3 separate regions of the Sus scrofa genome follow, and regions 1 and 3 are each linked to region 2. A link is a contact called in public HiChIP or PLAC-seq data. All regions are on one chromosome and are shown on one strand. The core of a region is the stretch at or near the end of the contact, and the rest is flanking DNA. Distances in the headings are between cores, read along the strand shown.

Region 1 (2,700 bases), core at 175-2,674, 400 kb after region 2:
TGCTGCACGTGCAGCAAAAAATAAAATAAAATAAAAAATAAAAAGTAAGATCATGTGAGTTTATATTAATTTTCCTATACATATAGATGTCAAATACTGATGTAATTAAATCTTCTAATTCACAGTTCTCACCTTATCTCTTTCTTGATGGAGAATGGAATAGAACTCTCTTTACCTTCAAACTGGTATCTAAGCAAAAATTATTTCACTCGTAAAATTTATTTTATGTCTTGGGGGTAAAATTTTTGCAGTCATTATAACATTTTTGTAAAATGGAGATAAGTAAGACAAAAATTATTTCTCACATCAGTGAACCCTTCTTTAAAGTCTTCTTTGAATATGACATAATTCTGACAAAACACATGTACAATTCTGTATAGTGCTTATTTCATTTAACACAATACCATTTTTATCCATGAATTTTTTATTTTGATAATAATTAGGAAAAATATAGAGAAAAAAATTAAAGGAATGGCACCAAGGTTAGAAATAACACCAAAGTGACTGTACTGTTATCTAGTTTATACTAAAATTATACTTGTCTGAGTTCTGTCTTAGAGGAATGTCTTTATTTTTAAAAGTGAGTCATAAACTGTGAAAAATATTTTCCTTTCAGACATAACTCTCCATTGAGTCATAACTCACTAAGTGAGCTTGATACAACATTGGTGAAAATATTTCATGTGACAGAGCATACATGAAACCTCTCACCAAATTGTATGTTTCCCACTTTACCACACCCAAAGTTGTCAGAAATTGTCGAAGAATCACTTTTGACTCAATGCCATAAAGGAAAAAAGATTAAGATCCATAGCCAGTATTTTTTTAAACAAATTCTTGTCTGATAATTTTTGCTTCCCCTTCTTCTTTTCACCTCTTTAAATCTTGTTCAAAAAGTATTTCCCTTTAGACTCCTGAGTGTTTTCACTAAAATACATAGAATGACTTGACATCTTTTTAACCACATTTGTCATGACATTTATTAACAGAAGGCCACCCTATGTAGTCCATAAAAGTTATAAATGGGAATTACTGTATTTCATGCCAGTTTAGTGTTAATGGGAAAGCAACTATATGTTTGTTGGAATTTTGAAAATGAGACATTTCACAATTAAATAAAAGGGAGAAAAAAATTAAAATATTTAACTTCTGTCTTAGATTAGGTTCCCTGGAAACATACTCTACGATGGCGACTTATGTATGGAAGATTTATTGGGCATCAGCTCAGGAGATACTGAAAGCCAAGCTTGGACAGAAAGAGAAGATGACCCACATGCAGTTGACACGGAGGCTTCTGGCAATCCTCCAAGAAGCTCTGGCGCCAAGATGGCCTTTCTGAATTGTTGTAATTCACAGTAAGAAGGATGGGTCTGTGTATCCTTCACTCAGATACTCGCTGACTCTGGGCCAGAACCTGGAAGGAATGGAGAGTAGGGGAAACTTCTGTAAGGCAGTCTTGGCAACTGAAGGAATCTTCAGTGAGGGACATGGCCGTGAGCCCTCCGTAATAGGAGCTGATAGGTCAACACTCTGGCTCTGAAGAGATAACATGGCTGGAACAACACATTATCTACTACAAGCTCCGATTCCACTCTCACACTCCGCCAAACACTCTAGGGAAATATAACACATGATTCCTCTCTGTTAGGAATGTGTTGTCTAGAATAGATCATTTGAACCCATATGAAATGGTACAAAAGCCTTCAAGATGAACAATTAAGTGCTAAATTGTGCTCTGTCAACCGTGCAAGATCTAGGTAGTAGAGTAGAAAATGAATTGGCCAGTGATGATTATACTGTCATAACATTCTTCTTTAAGAAAATTAAACTTGAGTTGTACAGTAAAGGAGTATGATTTTGGTAAACTGGAGCAAATGAAAGCTACTTTAGAGTAAGAAACCAAAAAAAAAAAAAAAAAGGAGAATTAGAAACAGGAATGATTATTCCACGGTCATGGGATGGTGACAAATCCGGGCTACCTAAATCTATTTATATCAACTCAACGACATTATTGAGCAATTATTAATGCAAAGCTCAGAACTACATGCTCAAAAAGATTTGAGCAATAGAACGAGATTCCACAAAATTTAGAAACCAACATGTCACAGGACTCAAAGTAATAAGTTGTATTAGAAAGTTAGAAAGGAGTTCCCTGGTGGCCTAGCAGGTGGGGATTTGTGGCTCAAGTTCCATCCCTGTCCCGGGAACTTCTGCATGCCATGGATGTCGCCAAAACAAAGAAAGAAAGAATGATATAAGTCACTTAGAGAGGCACAAGAATGGAACCATCATGCCTCTTTGGAGGCATTCAGGAAAGGTTATGTGAAGTATATTTGGCAATTTATATTAGCCCAGTTTCAGCTGAAGCATGGGTTTCATGTAGTGGTGTTAGAGTCTGCACCAAAGAGCTTAGAATAGCAAGGTGACAGATTTTTGTCTTTTTTTTTTCTAATCTACATTTCATGGAGATCCATCAAAAGAATGATATTAAATATTGGCAGGCTGTTGCTCAAGGGGAGCACAAGTTCAAGGGAAGTATAGTGAAACAGAATCAGGTTTATAGGCAATAAAGAATGAATACATTCTTCTATAATGAACCTGTTGCAGGATAAAGAAGGATGAGTCTTCATTTTAGGGAAGAAAAGGATGAGACTAAAGAGACTTGGCAAGGACACAGAGAACTTTTTTTTTTTTTTTTTT
Region 2 (2,700 bases), core at 77-2,576:
TAGTGAGTTATTTTTATTCATACAACAGGATTAGAATTAATTCATTAATTTTATTGCCTAATAAGTATATTCCATTAATAATTAGTTAGATTTCACTTTTTTAAAGTCTTTCGAGAAAGGAATAGAAATTGTGTGATCATGATAATTAAAATTCAATTGCATTCCCTTTAGTATTCTTTAAACTATTCCACTTACCAGTAGCATATTATTACAAAGAACTTTATGTATTTCAAGTAATAGTTCATCCTTCCACATCATTTGCGGTGATAAAGGCTTGTTTTTATTTGTTTGTTGTATCCAGGTAACCTCCAAAATTCTTAGGCTTTACCCCCTTTTACTATTTTTTTTGGACTATTGTATTCAAGCTTTTTGGTCATCTAAATCACTCTATCTAGATGACCAAAAGATAAATTCAGTGGAGCAAAAATAGAAAATAAAACTGCAAAAAGGCTGTTTAGCATTAACATTCCAGTAATAAATAGGGAGAAAAAAAGAATACAATGTAAGAATGAAAGTGTCTTCAAAATGTAAATTAGAAGTGTTCTGGAACACAGTTGAGAGGTCTCCAAGTAGGAAAAGAAATGTAGATCATGCAAACTATAGAATATGGTCATCTTAAATTTTAAAAATAAGGGCAGGAATGAGAATATTAAACCGTTTAAAATATAGATTGAACAGATGTAACCTTAAGCTTAAATGTTTTGCAATATCTATGCAACAATCAAGGCCAGTAACCAGTGAAAACCTTGATAAACATGACAATAGAACTGAAATTTTTTTTGTCTAACTCAGAAAATGTGCTGTGCAAAAGAAAAGTGTTATTTAGTAGGTAGCAGAACTAGGTTCTAGGCCTGATTGCTATAGATTCATGTTATGATCCAAGTAAATAACTTCTTTGAGACTTACTTTCTCACCTTTGAAATGGGAGGATTGGATTGGGTGACCTCTGAATCTTCTTTGAGCACAATTACTTTATCTTGATGTGAAGCAGAGGAAAAGGTTTCACAAGCTGTAGGCCAGGTATTTTATGTTCCTTTCTTTTTCTTTGTCCCATTCTCTTGCTTCCCTTCCTCCCTCCCATGTTTTTTCTACTTCTAGCCCCTACTTCCTCCCTTTGTTCATTTTTTCCATTATTTCTTCCCTTTTTTTTTTTTTTTTTTTTTTTTTTCCGGGCAGAAAAGAAATAACTCAACAGATAAGTTTAATATTAGTGGTTGTTTTGTGATGTACTTTTTGGAAAGTAAAAGAGGTCACAGGAACGGTGGTGTCCAGATGTGGAAAAGGAGCTATTGCTCATTGTCTGTTTCTGGAAAAGAGCAGCACCCAGGAAGCCAGCTTAGACTGCTTCTGCAGCCAACCATGGGAATGGCTTTGTTCAGATGCGTTCCCATAGATGGAAAGCAGCTGACTTACTTTGTCAGACTCCATATGTGAAAACCCGCAAATTGTTTTGATTATACCAATACAGGAAGAAGATTATGAAGGGAAAAGAAACAAATTAATCCACTTTCTTTGGGAGGGAGCTGGGATAATTTTTAAAGATCTTTACTGAAGCAAAACATAGTTTCTTAAAGACAAAAGAAAAAGAAAATTCCTCTGGCATGAATTAGTCAAATTTATGTGCAAAATGTAAGACTGCTGAAGACCAAGAAAAAAAGCTGTCTGTATTTATAGAACAGGACAGACAGCAAGCTGAAAAATTATACCATCCAAAATGAAATAAAAGAAATAGAACCACCCCCTGACCCCCCCATTCCCCCTCTGTCTTGGCTAACAAGGCAGACACTTCAAGGCATTCTTATATGCATTAAGTACATTATTCTCCATGCAGTGCAAAGCCATGAAGAGAGAAAGAGGCCTTCAGCCACTCTCTGCTCTGGGACTGAACTATACCATGTGTATTCACATCTGGCCTGAATTAGAAAGAAATGCACAATGCAATAAATATGACACACAAAAGAAGACTGAAACCCCACCCTGCCTTACGTATAGTCTATTTTGAATCAAGTTAGGGTGAGCCATATGCTGAAAAATTTTATACTAGAAACTAACTTTTGAAGCCCTCACAAGGGGAGAATGAATAAAATTATTTTCCAATGGTTCTTTTCTGTTTCTTGAAAAAAAAAAGGTAGGCAGGGGAGGACGGAAAGAAGGAAAGTGGGGAGAGAGTAGCATTGCCAAATAAAACTAAGACACTTGGTAAACTTTGAATTTCAGATAAACAATGAATGATTTTTTTGGTACAACTGTGTCCCAAGTATTGCATGGGACATACTTATACTAAATAGCATATATATGTTATATATAAGTGTGTGTGTGTGTGTGTGTGTGGAGTGTATATGTGTATTCTAAAATAAAGATTTTTGAAAATAGTCATTGTTTAATATTCATATTTAACTGAGCTTCTGTAATTTTTCTACCACTAAATCTGACAGTGCTGAGAGAGAGAGGAAGAAACTCCATCCACTAAGTGCATGAGTATTCTGATTTTCTTTTTGATTTTTTTTTTGGTTTGTTTTGCTTTTTAGGACCGAACTCGCAGCATATGGAAATTCCCAGGCTAGGGGTCAAATCAGAGCTGCAGCTGCCAGGCTATGCCACAGGCACAGTAACGCCAGATCCAAGCTGCATTTGCAACCTGCACCACAGCTCACAGCAATGCCGAATTCTTAACCCGCTGAGCGAGGCCAGAGATCGAAA
Region 3 (2,700 bases), core at 44-2,543, 470 kb after region 2:
CGGCCCAAAGAAATAGCAAAAAGACAAAAAATAAATAAATAAATAAATAAATAAATAAATATGTACTTAGTAGAAAACAAAATGCACAGACTTCTCAATGGAGAAGTGTTTTCGTTATTTTTTAAATGACTAGCCATACTGTATGATTCCAACTCTATGACATTCTGGTAAAAGCAAAACTATTGAGACAGCAAAAGGTTGGTGGCTGCAGGGGTTAGGGTGAGGATGTGGGGGATGAATAGACAGAGCACAATGATTTTTAGGGCAGTGAAAATACTCTTAAGATACTATAATGGTATACACATGTAAATATACACTTGCTTGAAGACACAAAATATATAACACCAAGAGGGAACCTTAATGTACACTATGGACTCTGACAGGGGATGTTGATAATGGGGAAAGCTATGCATGTATGGGGGCAGAGAGTATATAGGAACTCTCTGTACTTTACCTTCAATTTGATGTAAACCTAAAACTACCTTTAAAAAATTGTCTTAAAAAATAGCAAGCCAGCCCCCTACAGTATGTTTCATCAGCTATGCCAACATTGCAGATTTCAGCACTGGTTACAGCCTCTACCATCAGAACATGGTATATTCTGTGTAAGAATTTTACTTTTGATGTGTTAAATCCCCAGTAATCATTCTTCTTGGAAGACTGAATTCAGTTCATCAGTATTTTATAATCAGCTTGCTTATTTGGTTGAGTTTTGCTCTTCAAGAATATCTAATCAACATTGTCTTTTTCTTTTTTTCTTTTTTTTTTTTTTTTTGGCCATGCCCATGGCATACAGAAATTCCTAGGCCAGGAATCAAACCTGTGCCACAACAGTGACCTGAGCCACAGCAGTGATAATGCTAGACCCTTTAACCACTCGGACACCAGGAAACTCCAACAATTTCTAAATTCATTTGTCTGTCTTAGATTAAATTAACTTTGTATGTGCTTGCTTAATCTCTCCTCACTTATAAAAAGAATGTGATGGGTTCCTGATCGGGGTTTGTGGTTTTTCTCATCTTTCTAATTTTTTAATGCTTCACATATTTCCTGGCTGATAGTAGACATTCAGTATATGCTTATTACATTTTCACATTTCAATCCTCTTTACCCTAGTACTTGAAGTCTGGCACGCTTTATTTTCCCTACCACTCCCAAAGGTAGACCAGAGCAATGAGAAGGAGAGGGAAAGGCATGGGGACTCTGCCAAGTCTAGTTCTCAGGGAAGTGAGCAATGAGCGTTAGCTGCCAAATTCCACCCTCCTCCTAACCCACATTCTGAAGGCAGCTTGGGGAACAGCCACGTCCTCAGTTCTGGAAAGGCTCCGTCTCCTAACCTCATCATTCCCATAAGACTTGTTAAGTATTTGCTGGCTTTTTAACCCTGGAGATTCTAAACAGGAAGAAAGAAAGGAAAGAAAGGACTAAAGAACTCAAAATCCAATGTGATTTTACTAAATAGAAGCAGGGATCAAGAAAAATATGGTAAGTGAGTTAGAGTTTAATAGCAAAAGAAGCTTCTTATGCTTAAGCATGAGAATATCTACATAATAAGCCAAAATGACCTGATACAGCAGAGGGAGTAAATATGGGATAAGCAGAGGGGGCAGTTTGTATAGGATGTTTGGGGGCATAATAGCTATTGAGAAATTTAACTAATATATTTCAATATATTCAAACATTTATGTTTGACATGTTTACTTTCTGGAGTAGTGGAATAATTCAGCTAATTTATCTATTCAAATAGAAGTAGGTAACTTAGCCTAAAAAAGCTCACATTTTCAAAACTAATTTCTCAGAAAATTATTCTCACCCTTTAAAAATCAAGACCCTTCTGACTGCTAAACCACTAACAAATCACTGCACTCTTTTTTCATTATACATAATGGAGGCTAATTTTTAATTGCTATATAGGACTTCTGAATCATATAAATGTGACACCATGAGCTGGAAATGTATATTGGCAATAGTCCAGCCTACTCACAAAACCTTGTGTGGAAAACTCTTAAAGTATTTTTAAAGTGTGAAACTGATCATTGATAACCAAGTATTGTTAATATTGAGAAAAATGAGATAAAAAAATAACAACAACAACAAAAAAAGAGCTAAAACAATCTCTGCTCCCAAAGAGATTTCCAAAGACAAAACCAAAAACAACATTTAGTGTCCGTGGGAGTAGAGAGAGGTTTGGCTAATATTAATCCTCAAAAACGTATGTCCTTTTTCCAGTTCTCTGTGATTAATGATCATGTTTAAAAGTCTGCTCTGAAGACAGCTCACTTTCTCACTGGCTTCATGATGCATTCTGTGCCTCCATGGTATCTCCTCTAAATAGCTTACATGATTTACTTCCATACAAATTGAGATTAAAATCAATAAAAACTTGTTAAAGTTATCAAAATTAAGTGAGCATAATGAGCATGATTATAAGAGAAAATAAGAAAAAATATTATATATTTTACTGATAAAACTTTAAAACAAAAATTATGTTTAGAATACATTAAAACACATACTTTCATATTTCCAAGTGATCTGATGCACATAAGTTTTATATTAAGGTGAGTGTTCAATGTATAATTATTCCTTCCCATCCTCCAGAATATTCCCAGTATCTCAGGCAGCAATCCACGATAAAACAGAAAGTACTTGTAGATTGCCACTAGGTGGCGACTTTAAACAGTCCCAAGTAGAAAAGACTAC

The links. HiChIP or PLAC-seq counts read pairs in DNA pulled down with a chosen protein or histone mark.
Region 1: a contact with region 2 is called in an H3K27ac HiChIP or PLAC-seq map of skeletal muscle. The contact joins two enhancer-like sites. A contact is called at or near these places in 2 of 47 Hi-C or Micro-C datasets (embryonic fibroblasts and fibroblasts) and 1 of 2 datasets of contacts at active chromatin or transcription factors (skeletal muscle).
Region 3: an H3K27ac HiChIP or PLAC-seq map of skeletal muscle shows a contact between it and region 2, with 6 times the contacts expected there. The contact joins two enhancer-like sites. A contact is called at or near these places in 8 of 47 Hi-C or Micro-C datasets (embryonic fibroblasts, epiblast stem cells, fetal skeletal muscle and 4 more) and 1 of 2 datasets of contacts at active chromatin or transcription factors (skeletal muscle).

What each region holds. Positions count from the first base shown.
Region 1 is chr15:93,601,922-93,604,621 of Sscrofa11.1, forward strand. No RefSeq gene overlaps it. Among named protein-coding and RNA genes, the nearest start is that of COL3A1, 46 kb to the left of the region's middle. Within about 2 kb of position 1,425, at least 13 of the 83 cell types and tissues checked have an H3K27ac peak or open chromatin away from gene starts, as enhancers often do. A contact at or near this core is called in skeletal muscle, where this site is marked.
Region 2 is chr15:93,202,040-93,204,739 of Sscrofa11.1, forward strand. The region is part of intron 5 of GULP1 (PTB domain-containing engulfment adapter protein 1); the gene reads left to right. Among named protein-coding and RNA genes, the nearest start is that of DIRC1, 210 kb to the right of the region's middle. Within about 2 kb of position 1,327, at least 18 of the 83 cell types and tissues checked have an H3K27ac peak or open chromatin away from gene starts, as enhancers often do. A contact at or near this core is called in fetal skeletal muscle and skeletal muscle, where this site is marked.
Region 3 is chr15:93,669,693-93,672,392 of Sscrofa11.1, forward strand. The region is part of intron 6 of COL5A2 (collagen type V alpha 2 chain); the gene reads right to left. Among named protein-coding and RNA genes, the nearest start is that of COL5A2, 88 kb to the right of the region's middle. Within about 2 kb of position 1,294, at least 17 of the 83 cell types and tissues checked have an H3K27ac peak or open chromatin away from gene starts, as enhancers often do. A contact at or near this core is called in fetal skeletal muscle and skeletal muscle, where this site is marked.